Regions from separate parts of the Danio rerio genome. Here regions 1 and 3 are each linked to region 2. The links are chromatin contacts, called in public HiCAR-type maps. All regions are on one chromosome and are shown on one strand. Each heading gives the region's core, a stretch centred on a gene start, on an enhancer-like site or on the middle of the called end of the contact. The rest is flanking DNA. Distances are from core to core; before and after follow the strand shown.

The links. HiCAR-type assays count read pairs that join an accessible place to other places.
Region 1: a contact with region 2 is called in a HiCAR-type map of caudal fin, with 5 times the contacts expected there. The contact joins the promoter of rad54b here to the promoter of l3mbtl1b in region 2. A contact is called at or near these places in 3 of 18 Hi-C or Micro-C datasets (caudal fin, hematopoietic stem cells and an unstated tissue) and 2 of 4 datasets of contacts at active chromatin or transcription factors (caudal fin and embryo).
Region 3: a HiCAR-type map of caudal fin shows a contact between it and region 2, with 4 times the contacts expected there. The contact joins the promoter of virma here to the promoter of l3mbtl1b in region 2. A contact is called at or near these places in 1 of 18 Hi-C or Micro-C datasets (caudal fin) and 2 of 4 datasets of contacts at active chromatin or transcription factors (caudal fin and embryo).

Annotation. Positions count from the first base shown.
Region 1 is chr16:29,853,396-29,856,393 of GRCz12tu, reverse strand. rad54b (RAD54 homolog B) reads right to left here and starts at 1,256. Exons shown (of 15, transcript XR_012392112.1): 1 at 1,185-1,256. It overlaps rnf41l (ring finger protein 41, like), which reads left to right and starts at 1,359. Exons shown (of 8, transcript XM_068214144.1): 1 at 1,359-1,494.
Region 2 is chr16:29,649,259-29,652,451 of GRCz12tu, reverse strand. It overlaps l3mbtl1b (L3MBTL histone methyl-lysine binding protein 1b), which reads left to right and starts at 1,293. Exons shown (of 22, transcript XR_012392111.1): 1 at 1,293-1,404.
Region 3 is chr16:29,802,052-29,804,995 of GRCz12tu, reverse strand. It overlaps virma (vir like m6A methyltransferase associated), which reads right to left and starts at 1,444. Exons shown (of 23, transcript XM_683656.10): 1 at 1,357-1,444. The coding sequence starts at 1,419.

The sequences.
Region 1 (2,998 bases), core at 7-2,506, 200 kb before region 2:
TTACTTTAAAATATAAATAATATTTACAGATTGGTATTTTTCTGATCCCATAACTCTGTGGTTAGTTGTTTTGGAAAATATAAACAGATGGTGCAATATAATGTTATCATAGATTTTCTCTGTGTATTTATGTTTGAATTTTTTACTCAAAATGTCAAACCCATAACGCTGGAATTGCTCATTAATTGTCAGCATTTTTAATAGTTTATTGTTTTATTTTTGAGTATTTTGTTGTATTATGCACTGTCTGTAGTCTGGAGCCAGCACCTAAGCTATTCAATTTAGGTAAAGCTGGTTAAATATCGGCACATTCGTACAGTGACAACTTGTGACATGCTGCCTACATTGTTTAACATGGTACTTTGAAAATTCAATCGAAAGTCACATGTAAGTATTACTTGAAAACAACATTAGCCCTATTTATTTGACTGTGAACAGTGTTGTACTTTGACAGTCGTTGACTGATAATAGGATTAGATTTCCATATTTAGCATTGGCAAAGAATACTTTCTTGGAATGACACTATTTTGGAGAAACTTTACCTTAATAGATTTTCATTCATCATAGAACACGTGCTGCTGCTGCTAATGTGACAGTTAAAGTGCTTTGATTTGAGGTATGTACACAGAAATTGAAAAAAAGAACTTTTGTTGACATTTTTATAATTACATTTTAGTATGACTTTTTAGGATTTTTTTCTTTATGAATGCAATATTTACTACCTAATCAATAATATTATACATGATGTTAAATATTATTATTAAAGTGTAATAAGCAGCCCTGATGAACTGCAAATTCTTTCGTATCAGAGGGTTTATGATTCACTAAAAAGATCCAGTTCATAAGAGTCATTTCATTTGTTCATGAATCGGACAACGCGGGGTAGCTCATCTATATATATCATTAAACTGAACCAGCTCATAAATAATGTTAAGAAGGTCATACTCATTAGAGATGACAAGAATGTGATAAACAAAGAAATAGTTTCCTTTTGGGCGAACCATCCCTTTGCGAACAGGACATTTTTAGCAAGCAGGCAAGCATCTGTTGCTGTCGTTAGCAAAACACGGGTAAACAATGTAAAGTTGAGCCGCGCTGACCGACTCCTTACACCTCTCAAAACATGTCAAATGCATTTGAATTTAATCTACTAATTGTACATAAGCAATACGTAAACCGCTTACCTTGTTATCGAGTTTCCTCTCGTATGTCAATCACTTTGCCTATTTACAAAAACTCCCTCAAAAACGAGTCTCCCGCGGACGTGACGTACCTTTGCTGTGATTGGACAAAACTCGACGTCACGTAAAGTAGGTGGAGTTGAGGAGCTTATGAAGAGCAAAAATCAACAGTACAGAGAGAGTACTGTTAAAGAAACCTGACAGGAAATGTAGCCTGCAAATAATATATATCTAATCCAGCAAAGGTAAATGAAGCAAAATAGAAGAGACGTCTGAAAAGTTTGATTTCTGTCAACCATCACTGATCAAACAGGCAAGTAGAAGCTACTACACATTATTAACTAGACTTGTTTGGTTATTTACATTATAACAAACAAGTTTTGTGCACAGTTATTAGCTTTGACATCAAATCAATTACTGGTTTGTGTGTGTTTTATTATATTCATCATTGCAGTCTTTCATTAATACATTGTTAGTATACTTTATATTCGAATTATTGCAAAAAATATTGCTTATTAACAAACATATTTTACTAGAAAGTAAACAAATGGTGAATTTTTGTACATATTACACAGTAAAGAAAAATCTGTATATGTAAAAAAGAGTACTGGAAAGGCACTGAATGAAATAAATTATGATCAATGTATCAATGTTTATTTTTGGTTGTAATTTAACTAATAAATATATATAATCATGAATTACTGGCACAGTACTGGAGAAATCTTGAATAACATTACCCTTTAATCTTTAGAAACGTTTAATAACACATACATGGTGCTTGAGTGTGATTTTATTGAATTCTTAAGTGTTTTACTCAGTAACTGTGTTTGGGATGCACACAGATGCATGTTTGCATGTGTTGTGTCAATATTTTATACAGTGCTGCATGTCTGAAAGTGAAGCTGTAATGTTGGCGTGTAGAAAATAATCCAATCAGAGTGTGGGAAAGCATAATCCTGTCTAATCCAACCGCAGCCATGAAGAACAGAGATCATTCAGGCAGTGAGAGTGACCAGACACTGACAAACATCCTCTCCTTCATAAAGATCCTGCTGTATATCCTCAAATGCGGATCTGTTAGCAGTGAGGGTTTAACCAGAGCAGCATATCATAGAAAAACAGAAGTGTTTAATGGTCAAGCCACAAACGGACACCTAAGATGATCAGTTGTTTTTCTGTCACGTGGCCAGGCAGGTGCAGGAACACTTGCGCAGATCACCTGTTACTGAGGGGTTATTATTAAGGACCGTCTGCTGGATGTCAGTGAGGGAGGGACCAACAGGCTCCTGATATATGGGTTTTACTGGTAAACACTCCATTTTCAACATTAAATGTGTTGTATATTTGTAATCATTGTTCATTTATAATTTACATTCTTTAATTACTTTTTAATGTAACAGAATTATTCATGTTAAATTGTAGTTGTCAAATGAGAAAACATTTGAATGTGTAACATAACAAGTAATCTTACAATTCTGTATGTTTAAGATACTTAACAAAATAAAATGTAAAATTTATATACAAACCTGTTTCTGTTTGCAGTTTTTTTTATCTATTCTTACATTATTTTAACTTTGTCAGTGTGAAAATAAAAAAACATTTGTTTTGATTGGATTTTTAAAAAATCATTTTTAATTTTATTTCCTAAATCATGTTTAGTGTAACAAATATTCTTGTCAAGTTGTAGTAGTTTAACACAATTATTAAAAAAATGAAGTTTGTTGCAAAGAAATTACATATTAAGCTGCAAAGAAACAAAAAAATTATATTTATTATAAGTTGAAGACCTTAGTTATATTAAAATAATTTAAAATAAA
Region 2 (3,193 bases), core at 44-2,543:
AACGCAGGAGAACATGCAAACTCCACACTGAAACGCCAACTGACCCAGTCGAGGCTTGAACCAGCGACCTTCTTGCTGTGAGGTGACAGCACTACCTACTGCGCCACTACATCACCATAATTCATCTTTAAATAGGTAAATTAGTAGGCATTTAAATGTATTTAATTTGTGTTTAAATGTCATTCAATAAAACAATGCATTAAAAAAACATACATAACAATGTATTTTTGCATTACTAAACAGACATAAACAGATACTAAATAATTAATGTTTTAAAACGTTGATCAAACAAATTCTATATAAAGTACATTAATAATTTTTTAAATGACAAAATAATAAACATTTATAAATGTAATTTAATAAAACAATAAAACAATGCATTATTATTTTAAATTATAAATACATATACACATTTTAATTTAAATTATTTCATCTTGTTTAATAACGTGAATTTATGAAATAATAAAAAGTATTAATAAATCATTTAAATGCACACTTTAAATTTTATTTTAAGCATTTGACAAACGTCAAGTGCAATTTATTTACATACATTCTTATGTTTGAGTAATTAAATATTTTTCTTAGCTCATTATCAGTCTCTCCTGCTCCTCCACACTCACCTCGCAACATTAATGTCAATTTTTAAGCTCACAGCGCCATCTTGTGGTGTCTTTGCTTTCTTCCTTCACGGCACTTTCTCTGCACAATGCGGCTGTTAAAACATTGTATTTGAACATTATGAACTTCCGTTTTAATGGTTGAAACGCTGTTGGTTCGCGAATAATATCTAGTTCTCTGTTTATTATCAGACATATGACCGTAATACTCCTTTTGCTAAAAAAAAAAGATTTGCTGCGTAAAACCTGAACACGTGATAGTTACAGGAAATCAAATCATAGGATCACCATACCAAGACTAAACAGAAGAGCTACAAATTCACACTTTAAAAACAACAGCACGTTACTGTGAACGCGCACTTGCAAGGTTACATTAAACATTAAACACAACTATTAGTGATCCCATTTGAATAAAGCGGACTCCTTTTGTTTTAAGAGCGTCAAAACCGTAAGGAGATTCAAATACCACATACTATATCTTTAATATAAGGCCTTCTTAGAGCAACACGCACTGATTAAGCGAATTCTGGGGTCACGTAAGGACTCTAGGTGCTTCAGTTCGTCTAACTGTTTGCATCATGAAGAGCATCCTTCACAAACAAACGTTGCGATGAAGTTTATAGAGGCTATAGAAGTTGGACGACACATATGAATCGGCGCATGCGCAGTAACGCCGCCATCCAGCTCTAAATAAGAGTTAAGAGAGAAACGAGGTGAGTTGCACGTTTATCAATAAATATGACGTTCGTGTCGTCACCCACGCAGTAAACAACGATACTAACACAGAGTGCGTTTGTTGTTTAACAGTTTTCAACCACTGCGGCGATTTTTAACGACCTTTAAAAAGCGTAAAGATAAATAGAAGTGACAAGTTTGTGCAGAAGAAATTAAAAGCATGCATTTCTTTATTTCCTCGTGTCTGCGTGCAGCCGAATTGTTATTTTTATATCAGGATGAATGGCAACTTATCCAAAGTATCTCGGGGAATGTTTTTCTTTCGGATAAGCACGTGAAACTGTTGATTTGGTTTATTGTAGGCTGCCCTGCTAATGTTACAGCTAGCCAGGGCTATCAGTAGGGCTAACGACATTCCGTGACAAGGGGAAAGTAAGGAGTTTCTTATCGGAGGGGAAAACATTGCGTTTTAATAAAACAAGTTGTACACTTGGCCTTCCAGGGTTAGTTGAAGGTCTGAGCGACGCGAAACAGTCCAGAGAACTGTTATAATTTACATACTTTAAACGTGTCGGCGGCCCTTTGCTATGCTCCGCCATTTTGTGTGTCAGTCGAATGCTAATAATGGGCGCTCGCGCATTGCACTTTATTTATGCTCGGAATAAATTCTGGCATCACTTGAAATATTCAAACAATGTTTTTTAATAAACCTGATGACCTTTTATGTGATGTTTGCCGGGTGCCGTTACTGTACAGTCTGAGATTTGGATGCAATTTTGATTTATGATAAACGACAGGTCAAGAACGTTATTACAGTAGTGCTTGTTGTATACGAATGATAACGCACTTAAATGACCAATTTCTTATTTAAAAACAAATTCATCGCGGGTACGCACGTTTTGACTTGTCTATGCGATCATCCGCCCGCTTTTAAAGCACAGATTTAAGGAGAATCTTTTAAAACAAGGAAAAGCCGAACTTGTTCTTCTAACTTTACTTTTCGTCGGTTTTATTCATGACTAAGCAGCAAAGTAGTTTAATTGTGTCAGTACGAGTCTGTATACATGACTAGCTCGTACAAATTAACATAACAACTATGTTGAAATACATATTTTTGTCCTTCTGAAAGTGCTTGGTGTAATCCGTACTGTAAGCACTAGTCGCCCTCCAGCGGGATTAGATGGAATTACAAGCGACGCACAGTTGTTTCGTAAACCTGAGTTGCGGTCGTTTCATCATCCACAGACAAACAATGTTTTCGAAGCGTTTTCATGATTGAAAACGATATCTTTGATTGCTTAAACGATATCTGCTTGTGTAGTGCTTAAAAAGTATTGGTGCATTTTCCGACACTTGCCACATGGAAGTGATTATAATCAGGCCTTTGAAGATCGCTGACGTGCAGACTTGGTGCAGTGGTCATTGTTTTCAAGAATTATTATTATCAAATAGCAGTGATGATTCACTAATTATATCATATTCTTACATTATATTGCGTTTAAAGTTATCTAGCATAATCACAGCACATATTTGAGACCCAAAATGCAGTTGGTTATCTATAAACACCAAGAGGTGCTCAACATTTAACAACAACTTATGTGATTAAAAACAAGACAAGCGATATTTGAAGCAACAAATGTCATGATAATGCCTTACCGGGTTTGTTTTCTTATTTGACGACCTTCAGTTTTGGATACATGGACAAATATTTGAACCAGCATATATTTGTTTTTTTGCCTTATATTTTATCGATAGTGTTAGCTACTAAATCATAAATGTCTGGAAAAGTAATGTAAATTCAGTAGTTTGATAGAGCCCTTAAGAAATACAGCTATTAAAATGTAGTTGTAATGCTTTTATTTTTCAGAAATTATTTAAAGCATTTTAATTTAGAGGGTTAT
Region 3 (2,944 bases), core at 195-2,694, 150 kb before region 2:
TGGTTTTTCACACATTCGCACTTTCTCCTTAATATTTATTTTATTTGTTATTTTTAATTTGTTCACAGTCAATTAAATAGTGCTGATGGTCTGTCGAAGTCATACTTGCATGTGATTTCAGACCGTATATTCAAAGTACCGTGGTAAACAATAAAGGGTGCGTGTTACTGAACAAATGTGAGAATAAAAAAACAACTTTAGCTCAATCTGTCTACTGACTTGTCTGTTTAGCCTAAAAACCTAGTCAAGCCACTAACTTGCACATTAAGCTGAAAACTAGTATCTTGGAAAATATTGCCTTCATGGCAAAGACAAAAGAAATTAGCAATTATAAACTAGTAAGTTAATTAAAACTATTATTTAAACACTACTATATTTGAAAATGAAACATTTGAAAATGTAATTAAAATTCAAAGGAAGAATAATAATGTTGACTGTTTATACAAAAAAAAACGTAATATGACCAACAAAGTTATACATTAAACACAATGGTTTGTAATTTCTATTTGGCCCAACTCCAAACACACAGAGGTAAAGGTTTCATATTCGCACATTCGTTCATTTAACGGTCCGTTTACCATGCTAATTTAAATATTGGATGTAAAATCGCATTTAAATGACGTCAAAACATCAGCACTATTTAACTGACTGTAAACAGTGTCGTACTTTGATAGTCATTGACTGCTATTATGATTTCCCGATTAAGAGTTTGCAAATAATACTTTTCAGATATGATATTATTAAGAAGAAAGTCCGAATATGCAAATATAAAACCAACTTTACCAAAAAAATTCCAAACACTTTTCCCCCAGGCTCTGTGAATTTCTTCTATACAGACTGACCATTTTGTTTACAAACACAAGCGCTCCTGTCAGATAATCAAGCTCATGAGAACCGGAGAGGTTACTAAACAAGCACCGCTACCCTATGTTCACAAAAACACGTTATTGTAAAGAAAATCAAATCTTTGGTTTGTCACAGTAACCTAATGTTACATACTGCTTGTTTATAGCCACGTTGTTTATAGTCTGCTTGCACCGAGAAACAACTTAAACCTTATGTCTTCACATTAGACATGTTCAGCCATAGCACAGCTCACATAAATGTTTTGGAGGAGAATACAGAGTTATTATGAAATCACGAGCTGTATTGTTGCCTTGAATGTAGAGGATATGTATAAATTGCTGTGGTTAGGTTGATTAGCAAGCTAACTGCTTACAGCGCCCTGTGCGTTACTAGAATGGAAACTTTAAGAACGCGCGAAAATATTTTAACGTGTGTAAAAGTTTATGGCCTCTGCAAAATCCTGTTGAAAGTCACGAGTGAAGATAGGAAACGCTGCATGTTTAACGTTACCTCTGCATTTTGATGCTTGAACGTATCTAAAAAGAGCAGCTCCATTGCAGAATCCCCCGCCATCTTTCTTGATCACATTAGAACTTCCGGTGAGCGATATACTTCCGGGGTTGAAGGCGTACGTCAAGGTTTTTTATTTTTTATTTTTTTATTAAGCCCATAAACAGTGTATACAATTAATACATACAACAACAAATAGGCAGAACAATTATCTTTAACAATGAAGAAAAATAACGGCACAAAACAAACAAATAAAAAGAAGAAACAGCTAAGACAGGGGGTATATAAAAAGTACATACTGAAAAAGCAAAATGTACTCATCAAACATTGGGAAAGAGCCGCAGACAGTTTAAGTTTTTAGAGCCTTTTTGTTTTGAGACAATTGGATCAGTGAAAGATATTGTTTAAATTCGTTCAGAAAAAGCACAAACATAGGTCTGGAGTAAGAAAATTTTGACTTATGAATGTGAAATTTAGCAAGCAGCAAAATTAAGTTCCCCACATACAACTGTTTACTTTTGTTCATACTCGTAAAAAAGTACATTCATTATAAATTTTATTTCGAATAAAATGTAAAAGATTTTTCCAAAAAAAATGGATAATACCAAAAAAGATGAACTAGTTTCAACGTCAAGATTAGTTTGTGTTAAAATGTTTGTTTGTTTTTTTGGCAGAAAACATAGATATGTTATAGTGATTTGTGTGTATAGCCTAGTTAAAAATATATTATGTTGCTTTTCAAACCAAATCTTTCTTAAACAATTTACTTCAAACAGCTTACTCAATTCACCTGTTCCGCATGTCTTTGGCCTTGTGGGGGAAACTAAAGCACCCGGAGGAAACCCACGCAAACACGGGGAGAACATGCAAACTCCACACAGAAATGCCAGCGACCTTCTTGCTGTAAGGCGATTGTGCTACCCATTACACCCCTATGCTGCCTCATTGTTTTATTCTAATATTTTTTTAATAATTAATGTTAATAAAGGGAAAGTTTATCCAAGAATGAAAATTCTGTCTTAATTTCCTCACCCTTTAATTGTTTTAAAACAGTTTGAGTTTTTATTGTGTTGAGCACAAAAGAAGATTAGAAAAGACGTCTTGAGATTGTTGGAAACTTAACTTCAATGGAGAAAAATAATTCTATCAATAGTTAATAGTTTCAGGTTTTTAATCAAGTCTGAGTAAACGATGACTGATTATTATTATTTTTGGGGTGAACTATTACTCTGATGTGACCGTAGTTCTTGTGACATTGAATAAAAAAGCCTGTAAACCCATAAAATGGTTTACTATATGCTTTTGCTTTTATTACATGGTTTAATACATTTAAGCAAAGCCATATAATCAAACTCATTTATAAATGAATAGATAATAATAATTATGCATAACTTGAAATTGAAAGTATATTATACAAAGGTTTAGCATTGATTTGGGAGTTTCAGAGGGTAAAGCCCTAATTGTATCATCTGATGCAACATTCTCTAAACGAATCCAGTAACGGATGCAAAAGACTCAAACTGTTGAGGCCCTTCAGTGTAAACTGACCCAAGTCACAGATACAAAAATTGTTTAGGCAAATATGTTA